Regions from separate parts of the Cricetulus griseus genome. Here region 1 is linked to region 2. A link is a contact called in public Hi-C data. All regions are on one chromosome and are shown on one strand. The core of a region is the stretch at or near the end of the contact, and the rest is flanking DNA. Distances in the headings are between cores, read along the strand shown. Region 1 overlaps Camsap2 (calmodulin-regulated spectrin-associated protein 2). Region 2 has its middle 14 kb from the start of Kif14.

Region 1 (7,224 bases), core at 3,353-5,852, 140 kb after region 2:
TTCCAGTATCTACAAGGTGTCTCATACTGGTGACTGCTCTCTCTGTGTTCCTCTTCCCAGAATTCTCCTAGTCTGGTAGCCTTGCCTATACTTTTTGCCTGGCTACGTCCTGCCTGTCCATTGGCCAAAACAGCTTTATTCATCAACTAATAAGAGAAACATATATTCACAGCACACAGAAGGACCTCTCCCATTAGAGACTGGTGTGGGTGTGTGTGTGAGTGTGTGTGTGTGTGTGTGTGTGTGTGTGTGTGTGTGTCTCTGTCTGTCTGTCTGTCTGTCTGTCTGTCTGTCTGTCTGTCTGTCTGTCTGTCTGTCTGTCTGCCTGCCTGCCTGTCTGTCTGTCTGTGTGTGTCTGTATAGCCTTGCATGTTCTGGAACTAGCTGTGTAGACCAGGCTGGTCTCAAACCAGGGCAACTCTTATAAAAGAAAACAAAATTTAATTGGGGCTGGCTTAGAGCTCAGAGGTTTGGTCCATTATTGTCATGGCAGGAAGCATGGGGGAAGCACAGGCAGACATGGTGCTGGAGAAGGAGCTGAGAATGCTCCATCTGGATCAGTAGGCAGCAAAAGAGAAAGTGAAGCCACTGGACTTGGCTTGAGCTTCTGAAACCTCAAAGCCCACCCCTAATGGCACACTTCTCCAACAAAGCCACACCTACTCAACAAGGCCACATGCCCTAATCTTTTCAAATAGTGCCACTCCCTGTGAGCCCACCGCAGCTCCCCATTGCTATTACACTGCTCATTGTCTGTGGCTTCTGAAATCCCGATATGACAGGATTATCATGACTATTTTGTCCTCTTTTTCACACAGAGTGCTCAGAAGATGACAATTAGGGACAGTCAGGATGGTATCATAGCTTCATTACCAGTATTTATGATAAAACTAAGCTGATAGTCACGTTTGCATACACAGCCAGCATGTACGGAAGAAACTGACAAACTTTCAGAGTTTTCTGAGGGTTCACCGAAGCTTTAGCTGGTGGTTATTTTTACATAATAAAATATATTTCAGAGTACTTTGGTAACTTGTTTTAGATTTGGAGATTTGAGGCACAATTTTTGGCTTAGAGTCAAGTATTCTTGGAAAACCTTCAAATTTGGAAAACTATAAAACACAAACATTTAGAAATACAACATATGTAACTGCTTAAACTACATTAGACATGTCATCTTGTACAGGGAGAGAACATGGCCATCATTTTCCATTGTGGGCACAGGGAGCAGCAATTAGCTGAGCAGTGCTGGACAAGCCTGAGCCACTGTGTGTAAGCGGTCATAAAAATAGACTTGCCCAGATCACAGTGGGTAGGACATCTGAAAACACACACGTTCCACTTAAGCCCTGATTTGTAGAATGTAATCTACTTTCATGGGCTTTTAATAACACCCCTGTTTCATGGTCTTGATGGTTACTTTTTCCTATCTACATGTCCGATTGATTCATTGGAAACTCAGTTCCTTAAAGCATTAATAACATTTTAAGTCTAAAGAGTGTCTTTAGATTTTATTTATTATGTAATAAGCTTCTGTCATAACTGCAAACATACAACCAGTGATTGTAAACCTATAAAAATGTTCCTAGAGAAAATTTTAGATTACTTTGAAGTATACATTTCATTTGACACTTTGTGGTAAGAAATCAAATGTTCACATTTGAAAAATTGTTCTAAATTGACACTAGTACCTATACATATTTATGGGGCAAGTATGCCATTTTAATATATGCGATGCATAATGACAGGCTCAGGATAATTGCATACCTGATGCTCCAGACGTTCATTAATCCTTTATATTAGGAAAATTAATGTCTCCTTTACCAGTTTTCTTGGCTCCTTTTTTTCTTTCGTGGGGTGTTTGTAGTGTGCGTGTGTTCCTATCTGTTAATGTGTGGACACATGTGGCTGGGTGTGGTTGTTTCGAATCGTCTTCAATAAAGCAGAGCTGTCAGCTAAACCCAGAGCTCTCTGATATGGCTGTTCTTGCTAGAATGTTGGCTCTGGGGAGCCCTTGTCCCAACTTTCCAAGGCTGGAATTATAGACATGACTCTACCCTTATCTGTCATTTTTCTGGGTTCTTGTGATCCAAACTCCTTTAAGAATCTAACCATTCCCTCATTCTTCTACTCTTGTTTTGAAATATTTAGTTAATTGTCAACCAGTTATTCACTATGCTATAAAACATGAGAAGTTTTTCTTCTCTTCCACATGAGCCTCCATAGTGAATAGATCTCTTCTCTCCATTTCCCCATCCCCATGTTCCTAGGCTCTGATAGACATTCTTATGTGCCACACTTTTTTATTTTTTGGAGAGACAAGGTTGCTAGCCCAGGCCAGTACTAACCTGTATCATTTTATCCCAAGTCTTGCCGTCTGCAATGCAAACTGCTCAACTTTGTATGTCAAAATTAGTATTCCATTTTCTTTATATTTCCATATACACTTTAGAATCAGTTTTTCACATGGGCATGCAGCTAGTTCCTACCTTTATACTAAAGAAAAGCCAACAAAGAATAATGCTATTTGTAGGATTTTTGAAGATGTCCTTTCTTTCAGAGTTTGCTAAGAAGCTTATGTATGCTGAATTGTAACTTGGTGTTATTTTTTCTTTTGTTAAGGTAATCACATGGCCTTCCTCATTTATCTTGGTAATATGTGAATTAAGAATTTTTCAACTATTAAGAATCTTAGAAGTTACCTCTGCTGGTCCTGATATATTAGCCCCGCCTCCATACACACGTACTTGCACACACAAACATATGTGAATGATTTCATTCCACTCATTCATTCATTCATTCATTCATTCATTCATTCGGTATGAACATGTATGTGTGTGAGAGAGGGTCTTCAGTGACAGTTGTTATGTTAGCGTACGTGTATGAGATCTCTCAACTTTATCCCTTCTTCCTCCCTCCTTCATTTCCTTTCACTTGTTTTCTTTATTGGGGCTTGAAGAAATTATGCTGACAGCTTTCACCTTTCCTTCCTTTGGGGAAGAGTTTCTCTGAAAGCATCACTGATCAATCGTCCTACAACTAAGTTTTGACTGAGCCTTGGTGCAGAGAAGGTCTAGTATGAGGGAGTGGACACCAGTGTCAAAGCCCCATTTAATTGTGTTAAGAAGAAAGAGGTTTAAAAGTTGTAGTTTTCAGACTAGGTTTGCCTGGAGCTCAGTAGTTTTCGTTTTCCATAGACATGCGCTATCACCGCCAAGGGCTGGGCCAGCATTGTTTTGTTAGGCGTTTTACTTCTGCAGATCTTTGACAGGGAACAGGGACAAACTTTTAAAAGAAACTAATGTTTTTTTGTTTTTTGTTTTTTTTAAAAAAAAGACTAGTAAGAACATAGCAAAGGAACTTGCATAATGGCTTTGGGTCATGAATCTGGGTGTAAGGGCAATTAAGTGAGCCCTGCTCCTTCTGTTTAGCCTGTATTATTTTTATGCAGTTGGGTTTCAGTTCCCTAGAGAACTTTATTCAGATAGAGCATGTAGTATTAATTGAGTCACAGATATTTTCTTATTTAACCAATATGTAGTCTAGAACAATCTCATCTTCTAGTCCCCAGGCCTGTGTGGTATTTGGAATGTTTAAAATAGAGAGTGAGAGATCATCTATACAGTTTGAACAAGTGGTTACATTAAAGATGTTGCTAAGTTGCCTGGTGAACTAAAGGATTCCCTGAGTTGAGTTCTGGATAGCTGTTCACAGTAGCTATTGTTGTGAAGCAAGTATTCATGAATATCTTGTATAGGCCTTCCCGTGAATTTGATTGTAAGAGTACATTCAGCTGGGAAAAAAATGGATGACAAAAGGGGTGGATTTTAATGAAGTTCTGATAAAAGTCTTGTAATTGACAAGAATATTCAATTATTTTCATAGCATACACTTTAAGATACCAGTCTTGATTGATAGCCTGACATCCAGAACCATCAGACTTTTGAAATTTTCATGGAATCTTTCACACATCCACATCAATGAAAAGTCTACAGTATGACTTGAGAGCATGTTATCACATATGTTTCTATAGATAAGGTGAGATTTTCACTTGTAAACTGCCCAAGGTAGTTCTAGGTCAGAGAGACCTGACTCACACCCACAAGTATGTGGACAGCATATTGGACTTATGTTATTAAATTAAAAAGAGGACATTTTAAGAGGACACAAGGGATTGGGGGAGGTGAGGCTGGATCAGGGAGGAATTGGGAGTAAATGTGATCAAAAGACATTGTATGAAATTCTGAAAGAATTAATAAAAATGTTTATTTAAAAAAAAAAGACATTTCAAAACGTTAACCATGAAGAAGTTAGCTAAGATTGTTCAACAGTTTTAAAGCACTTTATCAAAGTAGCTCTATAGACCTTTGTGAAAAAAATAGTTGTGAATGGGCCCCTAGAGGCCCAGTGTTAAATTATTGATCCCCAAGGTGACACCGTTAAGAGGGGTTTCCAGGTCATTGGAGCATGTCTTTCAAAGGAATAGTGTAACTCCAGTGACCTCCTCCTCTCTTTGACCCTCCTGCCATGAGGGTGAGCAGTTTTGTTCTGTCACAACTTCAGCCATGACTTCAAAACCATGAACCCAAATAAACCTTTGTTCTTAGAAGTTTATTGACTTGGGTGTTTGTTACAGTAATGGTAAGCCAGCACAGTAATCATTCATCAGAGTGGTAATTAGAAGACTTTGGAGTTGGCACGAACCTGTGATCCTAGAATTCAGGAGGCAGAGGTGGGAGTATCCTAAGCTTCAGGCCAGCCTCGGGTATAAGCAAGACCTGTCTCACAAAACAAAACAAAAAAAACCTTGAAGAACAAGGAAAGTTTTTCTTAAGGTTTTTAAGATTGAAAAATAAACAAAACCTAGTAAAGTTAACACAGAACACAAGAACTTACCTCAACAAACCATAAATGTTTGTTTTCCTGGGCTTGTTGCCAAAGGTAAAGACAAACCTTTTTCAGGATGATAACTTCTCTGTGGGAAACCATGTAGCCCAGGTCCCACCTGATAGAAAGGCACTGGAGTATACATGTCTGAGGTTATGAACACAGATCATACTACAAAAGTAATCAAGAAAGTCCAGTACTTTGAGCACAGGAACACATGACTATTGAAATAGAGTATAATTCAAATCTAACAAATCTAGAAAAGTAGTGACGACACATTAGGTAAGAAACTAAAATAGTGGAAGCAGAAAATACCTTACAGTTTGAAGGGTGGGTCAGAACACAGAGAATTGGGGTATAGACTTAAAAACCTTGTGAGATTTTAGCTATGAGTATACCAGTTTTTGTTTTGTTTTGTTTTGTTGTTTGCTTTCTTTTATTTATTCTTTGTGTCTTTCATATCCTGATTCTACCCATATCCCTCCAGCCCCAGAATAAAACATAATAAAATGTAAAAGAAAAAAAGGGGGGAGGAAAGGAAAATCTCGTCATGCAGTGTGACACGGTGAGTCCCACAGTAAAGCCCTTTATCCATACATTTTACATGCAGGTGTTCATTGCAAAGAATCATTGGCCTGGTTCAAGGGCCCTAGTCTTCTCTACACCATTAACTCTGGGCCCTCTGGGACTCTTCCTGGACATCCTGTTTCTGCCCTGGGTTATGGAGATCCTGCAGCCCTGGGTCTGCAGGATCAACCCACCCTCACCTCCCCTTGCTCCAGCAGATCACAGACGGGGTGGATATTGGAGTGGGCCAACATACAACCCTGGCTCTGGGCCTGGTAGTGCAGGGTTGGTCAGCCCGCCAGCTCTCCCCCATCTGCACCACCAGAATGAGCTCTCCAGCATTGCCCTGGTTACTTTACCCCTTGCAGCGATGAGCAAGGTGTGTGTGGGGGGCAGGAGGCAGTTGTCCAATTTTCACATCCTCGGGGTCAATTCTCCCTCACCTACACCTTCAGGGCAGGGCCAGCTCTACTGTGTTGCCCAGGCCAGGTGTAGGCACCGCTCTCAAGTGGTGCAGCTGGTGAGGGAGGGGCAGCGACAGCTCTCCCCCCTGCCTCAGGTGCTAATGGGAGGGAGGCATCTCTCGCCTGCCATGTGACAGGTGAGTAATGGGGACAGCTCCCCCATGCTCACAATATCAGGACTGGTTCACCCACGCCTGTCATGGGTGAACAGGTCAGCTCCCTCACCCACCACGGGTGGCAGGGTCAGGGTGGGGGGCATCTTTCCATGGCCCTCACCACCACATGGCAGGCAAGGGGGGGGGCATGACCAGCTATTCCACTCTCACGGCCTCAGGGTTATTTCATCCACACCTCTGCCAACAGATTCATCTCTACTGTGCTGCCTAGGCAAAGAGCAGGGCCTGCTTTTTTTGAGCACTGCAGCTGGTAAGAAGGTGGCCCAGCTCCCTGGTCTGTAGCAAGGGGTGAGGGGAGCATCTCTCCCCAGCATTGGGGGGTGGGGGGGTGGGAGTTATTTCTCCTACATCCATGCCACCATAAGATAGGTACATCATTATTTTAAGGAAACCTTTGAACCAGATTGGATTTTTCCTTTGTACCACCAGTATGTTACCCAACGCTAAGTTTTTGGCAAAAGCTATAGTAATTTCCTCTAACTGTACTTGTGATCCACATATAGGGGAAAACATGATGCTTGCCCGAAATGCTGGCTTATTTCAGTTCACGTGATGATCTCCAGTTGCATGCTGCTTTCATTTTTTTATGACAGTTTTGTTATTTATGCCTGAATAAGATGTGTGGGTTTGCACACGTGTGTATGCATGTGTGAGCACATGCGCAGGAGTGCATGTACATTTTTGCAGCACACGCACTTTTCTTTATCCATTAGTAGGCCTCCAAGCTAGTTCTGTACCTTGACTGTTGTGAGTAGGACCATAGTCAGTAATCATAGATACATAGATACAACTTCCATAGGAAGTTGGCTTTGATTTTTTTTGGTATGCCCAAAAGTGGCCTGGGATTTGGTTTTCATTTGTTGAGGAAGCTTATGTGGTGGTTTGAATGAGAATGGCCCCCATAGGCTCATGTTTAAGTGCTTTGTCCCCAGTTACTGGAACTTTGGAGGTGTATCACTGGAAGTGGACTTTGGGGTTTCAGAAGCCGGCTCCAGGCCCAGTCTCGCTCTCTTCTTCCTGCATGTGGGTCGAGATGGAAGCTCTCAGCTTCTGCTCCAGTGCCAGGCCTGCCTGTCTGCTACCACATCCCCCTCCATGATGGTCATGGACTCACCGTCTGAAACTGTAGG
Region 2 (6,619 bases), core at 29-2,528:
CTTTCATCAAGGCTCCATCTGTAAGCGTAGCTTCCTCCCAGAGGACACAGTAGACCAATTCTGTGTGTGAAAGGTGCTAATGTGGGATGGTAGAGTGACACAGACGGGACATAGGACTTCTCAGAGGGGTCTGGCCCCTCCCGGCTCTTCCTGGCTCTTGCTACTCCTTGGACTTTTGAGGAGGGAGAGTCTTCACACTCATAGTTTTCTCCTGAGTTCAGATGGACATGGGCATTGGCCCTGGCTGGAGTTCCATTTCTGTTTCCGTTTCTAGGAAGGAGGGAGGTTATCACTGAAGAATGAAATGGGCTGTGATGCAGGGATCCCCCCGCCCACTTCCAGTGCCCTCCTTTCGGTTGCATGCAACCCTCCCTCCTCTCTCCTCATCAAACAAAACTCCCCTGGTTTTCATCACAGCTGGTTTTGACCTGGTGATGTAGCTGGAAGTGGCCTGTTGCTGTGGGCTTTTGTCCTTGGTGTCACAAGCTGAGCATTTAACCCATGCTCAGACCACAGACCAAAGATTCAGAGAGCTCAGCATTTAAGAGCCAGCTCACAGTTCAGAGCTTACAAGGCCATGCTGCTCTTCCAGAAGACTGGAGTTTGGTTCCCAGCATCCAGGAGGCTCACAACCACAGTAACTCCAGCTCCAGGGAATCTTGTATGCTCTTCTGGCCCCAGGGAGTGGCCTCTCAGCTCTTTCATAGTAGATGTTAAGAGAGAGGCATTTTCCTATATTGGCAGGAGGATAGAGGGTTGAAGGCCAACCTGGTCTACAAAGCTCCTGCTGAAAAAGGAAAGGGAAACCCTAAAGGGCATTGCCTAGGTTTGGATTCCTGGCTGCTGCAGCATTTAGCTGGAAGGTTGGGAACAGCTTGAGTAAGTTTTGTGCCTCAGTTTCCCCATGTATAAAATGCAGATAATCATAGTGCCCAACCCACTGGGTTCTTAGGAGGATTAAATGAGACAGCACATTTACCTGAGAAGCAGTATTTAGCAATGCACATATCCTATTTCCTGTACAATCTATCAAAACAGCTCGTTACTCATGACGAATTGGCTCATCAGTCATTCTCATTGAGCTGCAGCAAAGTGCCCCACAGCAGCTGGAATGATGGGCATGGCCCAAGTACTGAGGAGCAGAAACGGATAGAGAAGAAGGGTGGGGCCTGGTTTTGGGTGATGGTACAATGACAGAAGCCTAGAAGAGTGGGCAGCCCTCTAAGAGGGAAGAGCACAGAATGAGGAAGGTGACGAGGCTTCCCAGCTCTGCGGGCACTGGCTCACGTGTCCAGAGTTCAGAGGAGAAATGCCACTCAGAAATGAGGGGGAAGCTAGAGCACCCACTCATGCCCCACCCCACAGGGCCAGGCAGTAGGAGCTCAACCACTGCAGTCATAAATGTCCCCAAGAGTGAGAAGATCACCAGTGGCCACTGAGGGACAGAAGAGCAAGCCCCTGTGGGGAGCATCTCTGGTAGTTTGGATGACCTGTCCTCTGCCATTCTCACTCTGCCAAAAGCGGCAGAAGAACAACCCACAAGCTACAGCTCATTGCTTGACTTCCTGAAGAACTTCTGAGAACAAGCTGTCACAGATTTTGTCTACATGCATCCAGATGGGGCTTTCCCAGGGAAGTGCTGGCCCCACTGCTCTGTGGATGAAGAAGAAGAGAATTCCTCTCAAGTTAAGTATGTCCAGTTTGTCACAGTTACAGGATCTACTATGCCCTTTGCTCTTGTTCCTAGTAACTTTAAAATGGTCCTTCTAGGTAGGTCTGTCTGTCTCACTAGCACCTACAAAGACAGCTCTGTCTCCTCAAATGCTGTTCATTGTCACCGAGTGTGCTCTTGCTGCTAATGCTTGGCACTAATATTAAATATGTAAAACCAAATGTTCAATCTTCAATCCGTATTGTTTTCCTCACGTGCACACACACACAAATCCTTCTATGGCTGTTGAGATGGTTCATCGGGTAAAGACATGTGCCCTGTGAGCCTGGCAACCTGAGTTCGATCCCCAGAACTCACGTAAAGGTGGGAAGAAGAGATCTGACTCCACAGACTTGTACTTTAACCTATACACATATACACACATGCTACAGCATGCACTCCCACACATACACCCTGCACACACAATAATAATAATAATAATAATAATAATAATAATAATAATAATAATAATTGGAATGACAGTTTTTTTAAATAAGAAATTTTATTATTCCAACAACAAAGTTGTTGGAATACTTAGGGTTTAAATGATTTTATAGAAATATATAATGTAGCAGTGGACAAAAAAACTTGCATTTTTTTGTTTGTTTGGTTGCTTTGAGACAGTCTCACTATGTAGCCCTGGCTGTCCTGGAACTTGGTCTGTAGACCAGGCTGGCCTCAAATTCACAGAGATCCACCTGCCTCTGCCTTTTGAATGTTATAGAACTCAGTTTCTCGTCCATACCCCTCTTTTTAAGGTAGGGCCCACTGCATTGCCTCAAGAGGGCCTCCTGCTTCAGCTGCCTGAGAAACTAGGACACAGGAGTGCCAGCCTTGCTTTTACTGACCATAAATTCATGATTTTCAAACCTGGCATGGTGTTCCACACCTGTAATGCCTGCACTCAAGAGACTGAGGCAGGAGGATCACTGCAAATTCAAGGCCGCCTTGGTTTCCCCGCCTTCTTTGGCTGCAAAGTGAGATCTTGTCTCAAAAAATAAAAAAAAAATAAAAAAGACATACAATGTTATTTATAGTGTTCATTATGGTACTTCCTATGTCTTTCTTTCTTTTTGGTTTCTTTGTTTTTGTTTTGATTTGTTTTTTTGAGACTTCTTTGTGTAGCCCTGGAACTCACTCTGTAGACCTGAATTCACAGAGATCTGCCTGCCTCTGCTCCCCAGTGTTGGGACTAAAGGTGTGCACCACCACAGGTGGCTTCATCTGTCTTTCTAGTGCATAAATGGTTTGTACTTTGTGTCTTTATTCTAAGCCATGTTCTTTGTAATACTTCTGAAGTATTCACTGGGAGTCAACGCAGGAATACAGCAGGCACAATGAATCACAATGTCCAAGTGTTGGGGCTCTGATCTAGTTTTCTTTGTGGGAGGTAAAAGGGAAGAAAGAAACCCCCCAATCTACAGGTCTTGCTTTTAAAAAGTAAATGGTCCTGTCTTGGAGAAGAAAGAAGAATGTCATAGGATCCTGCCCTATAGAAGTCAGAGCTGAGCACAGAGAACGTCCATGGGAGACGTTAAAGCCCACAGAATCCTGGAACTGTCTTTGACCTTGGGCACCTGGGGGGCCCTCTGAAGTCTGAGTTATGATGATTATGTGCTCAAAGGGTTCTGCAAGGATGAAATGAGTTCAGTATGAAAATTAATTAGGATGTCTCTGATAGGCAGGGAAAACTAGCAATGGGTGTTTCACTGCTTCTGCTAAAGTGCAGAAGTCTGGTTTATTGTTTTTGTTCCTTAAAAAAAACCACTAAAGGTGCTGGAGAGATGGCTCAGCAGTTAAGAGCACTTGCTGCCCTTGTAGAGGACCTGGGTTTAGTTCCAAGCACCCACATGGTGACTCACGACTGCTTGTAACCCCAGTTCCAGGGATCCAATGTTCTCTTCTGGACTTCATGGCACTGTGCCATGTGCACATATGCACATACATTCATACATGCAGTCAAAACCCTCATAAATAGAAGATAAAAATAAAGTTTCATTAACTTGCTAAATAAACTTTAACTTCTATAGGTCCTTTTCACTTATTGGAGAAACAGTGCCTGTTATCTACTTAGAAAGGAATCCCAAATCTATTATCTTAGAAGTAATTTAATTATTAGCTTTGTAGCAGCCTTTAAATTGTGCAGCAATAACCAGTCTATTTAAGAAAAGACAATTACCTCAGCCTCTTCGGGCCACTGCCGCCCCATTGGAATACATTCTTGTTCTCCCCTCCCTGCTAGTATAAAATACCAGTTAATCAAAAGGAACCCAGTCACCCTTACACCCACAACTTCTTTGATCACCTCTTCACTCTTCTCACTGGCTACAATACTTTTAAATTATTATGCCACTGTTTTCATTTTATTAAAAGCTTAGAGGGTGCCCATCTAAAGTAACAGGTGATTATCTGCTGTTATTAAGAATTGTATTAAACCCACAGTTCTGTTCTCCTAACTTCCATTTTACACTTGATGATCTGATGAAATTATGATGAAACAGTATTTCCCCACCGCAGTGTGAAACATTACTTTATCACTGTTTTAACAGAGTAAAAGCACTGTCTTTTTATTTGTTTGTGAGAATTCTGCTTCCTCTCCTGCAGTCAAAACAAGATCAAATCATGATGCTCATGAAGTCATAATGAACCCACCTGGCTTTCCTTATTGTCAAATGCCTGCCTTTGCCACGCACAGCCACAGCTGTGATGCAAGTGTAAATGGCGAAGGTATCAGAACTATAACCAAAGGTCTCAGAAAAGGCTATGAGGTGGCTAAAGCTTGAGCCACAGCTACCTCAAACTTGAGGGCTCCTCCTGCCCAGACCTCAAAGACTGTGACAGTATATGCTCCACAGCACTCATCCCAAGATTAGATTTCTTAAGCACAGTGCTTTCCCTCAAGTTAAAGTCAAAATGCCTTGTTTAGAAACAGTCACATATAAAATACTATGCTTCCTTCCATCTGCTTACAGGGAGTCTTAGGCCAGGGAGGTCTGACTTCAGGGAGATCTAACAAGCTAAGCCTGGCCATTGGACTCCAAAAGCAAATGGCAAAAGAAATAATGAAGAAAAGGGAAACTAATTATGGCCCTATGTGGAAGTTAAGGGGATCGATGTGCCTCGATCTGTCTCTAGGAGGTGGTGCCATGACTTTCTGCTGAAGCAGGGGAGGAATTGGAGCAGGGAGCAAAAGGCACTAGTGTTGGAAACGTGTGGTGTTTGTGCCCTTCCTCAGGCTGGTTCTGGAGGCTTCAGGGAACATTTATCACTTTCACAGGCAGTTTGGTTCCCATCATGAGATGATCTGTCCCTTCTTCAGGCATGAGGCTTGTTCCTTCATGAGCTAACCCTCCTGCCTAAGGGGCCAGCCTTATCCTGGGCTAATCTGCCTGCAAGGCTCCACTATTCCTGGAACCCAAACTGCCTGCAGGAATGCTGCCATTTGGTGGCCTAGAATAAGATGTTGTAAAAGCCAGTACCATAATTATGTTGTCCCTGCAAGTCTTGAAAGTAAGTAGTTCTTCTTATCTTGGTGTCTTCATTCCTGAAGGTGAGAATTACCAGCTTCAGATGAACACTCCTTAAATGATTGGCGTGATTGGTGTGCCTATGTGCAGGCTGAAGAACAATCTGACCCAGTTTTAAGGTAGGACAGGAGGCAGAAAATGAAGGCAGAGAAACCAAGCTCTCTATTGCTTTAAATTACCCACTGGGCATCTATAGACTGAAGTGAAACAGCTTTTACTCTAAAAGGGTTTAAAGAAAATTGAGTAACGATTTATCAACTAGTCAGTAAGAAATATGTATAGTGCTTTAAGAAGATACCCTGAGAGCCTCCCAGCTTCCTCCTCCCAGCTCCCTTTTCCCTTATGCTTGCCTTCCTCCTCAGAAGACTTCCTTTGAAGGAGGAGAAAGAATGTTGAGACAGGGTGTGGCTATGTAGTCTTGACAGGCCTACAAATGATATGGTGACCATGCTTGAACACGATACAACCCTCCTGCCTCAGCCTCCTGAGTGCTGGTATCACAGGCCAGAGCCTAGCCAAGCATCCTTTATGTAAGACATTATTTCCGCTTAGGAATTTTCTGCATACAATATACTTGCGAATTAATGAAAGTGATAAATGACTCCAATTATGTAGAATGTCTTATAAATTGCAACATTTATACATCACCTAGCTTTCTCTCCCCAGAGTGCTTTGATTAAACACATGGTAAGTGCTCCCTACTGCCTAACTCATGCATCATGGTGGCAGTGTCAGTTATGACATTCATCTCCAGTTTCAGAACTCACTGTGCTACCAGTTGTCCATTCCCAGCCAGCACTTAGGAGCACCTATAATCCCAAGGTAAATATCCCCAGATATTCAAAACGGGAAAAGGATGTGGCACAGCATTTCCTCTATAATTAAACTGGTCTTCCATGAGCAGATTCTTCACTTCCCATGGTTGTGAGAGAGCTCATCAATGACACATCAGTTTTCATTGCCAACAATTAATTATTCCTATTACGTTCTCGGAAGCTCTGATGGACTGCCCGATCCCTGAGTGATGGTGCTGGGGACTGTTGGAGCATGCAGTCAGTCACAGCAGATGGCTGTAGCTGGCAAAGAGTGGGCAGAAAGCTGGAGGGTAGACTCCTATGAAGGAGGGGTTTGGACAGCCGCCACAGGAGCTCAGACTCGATGCTGTCAACAGGGAGAGGATGAAACTCTCTGAGCAAGGAGACACTGGAGAAGGAGTTAGCGTAACCCTCTGAACACAGTGTCCTGCTCTGGTTGGAAAGACATTGGAGAAGCAGAGCAGCCAATTCAAACACTGCTAGAATCATTTAGTTGGGAGGCAGTGGGGTCCAGGGCTTCAGTGGCAATATGAAAGTGTGGCCATTTTGAAAGCAAAGCAGACAGG

What was found. A called contact is a pair of places that touch in the nucleus more often than the background predicts.
Region 1: a Hi-C map of liver shows a contact between it and region 2, with 4 times the contacts expected there. The contact joins two enhancer-like sites. A contact is called at or near these places in 3 of 8 Hi-C or Micro-C datasets (the CHO-K1 cell line, fibroblasts and liver).

Annotation. Positions count from the first base shown.
Region 1 is chr5:52,947,224-52,954,447 of CriGri-PICRH-1.0, forward strand. The region is part of intron 2 of Camsap2 (calmodulin-regulated spectrin-associated protein 2); the gene reads left to right. Among named protein-coding and RNA genes, the nearest start is that of Camsap2, 32 kb to the left of the region's middle. Within about 2 kb of position 4,603, at least 1 of the 6 cell types and tissues checked has open chromatin away from gene starts, as enhancers often do.
Region 2 is chr5:52,812,878-52,819,496 of CriGri-PICRH-1.0, forward strand. No RefSeq gene overlaps it. Among named protein-coding and RNA genes, the nearest start is that of Kif14, 14 kb to the left of the region's middle. Within about 2 kb of position 1,279, at least 2 of the 6 cell types and tissues checked have open chromatin away from gene starts, as enhancers often do.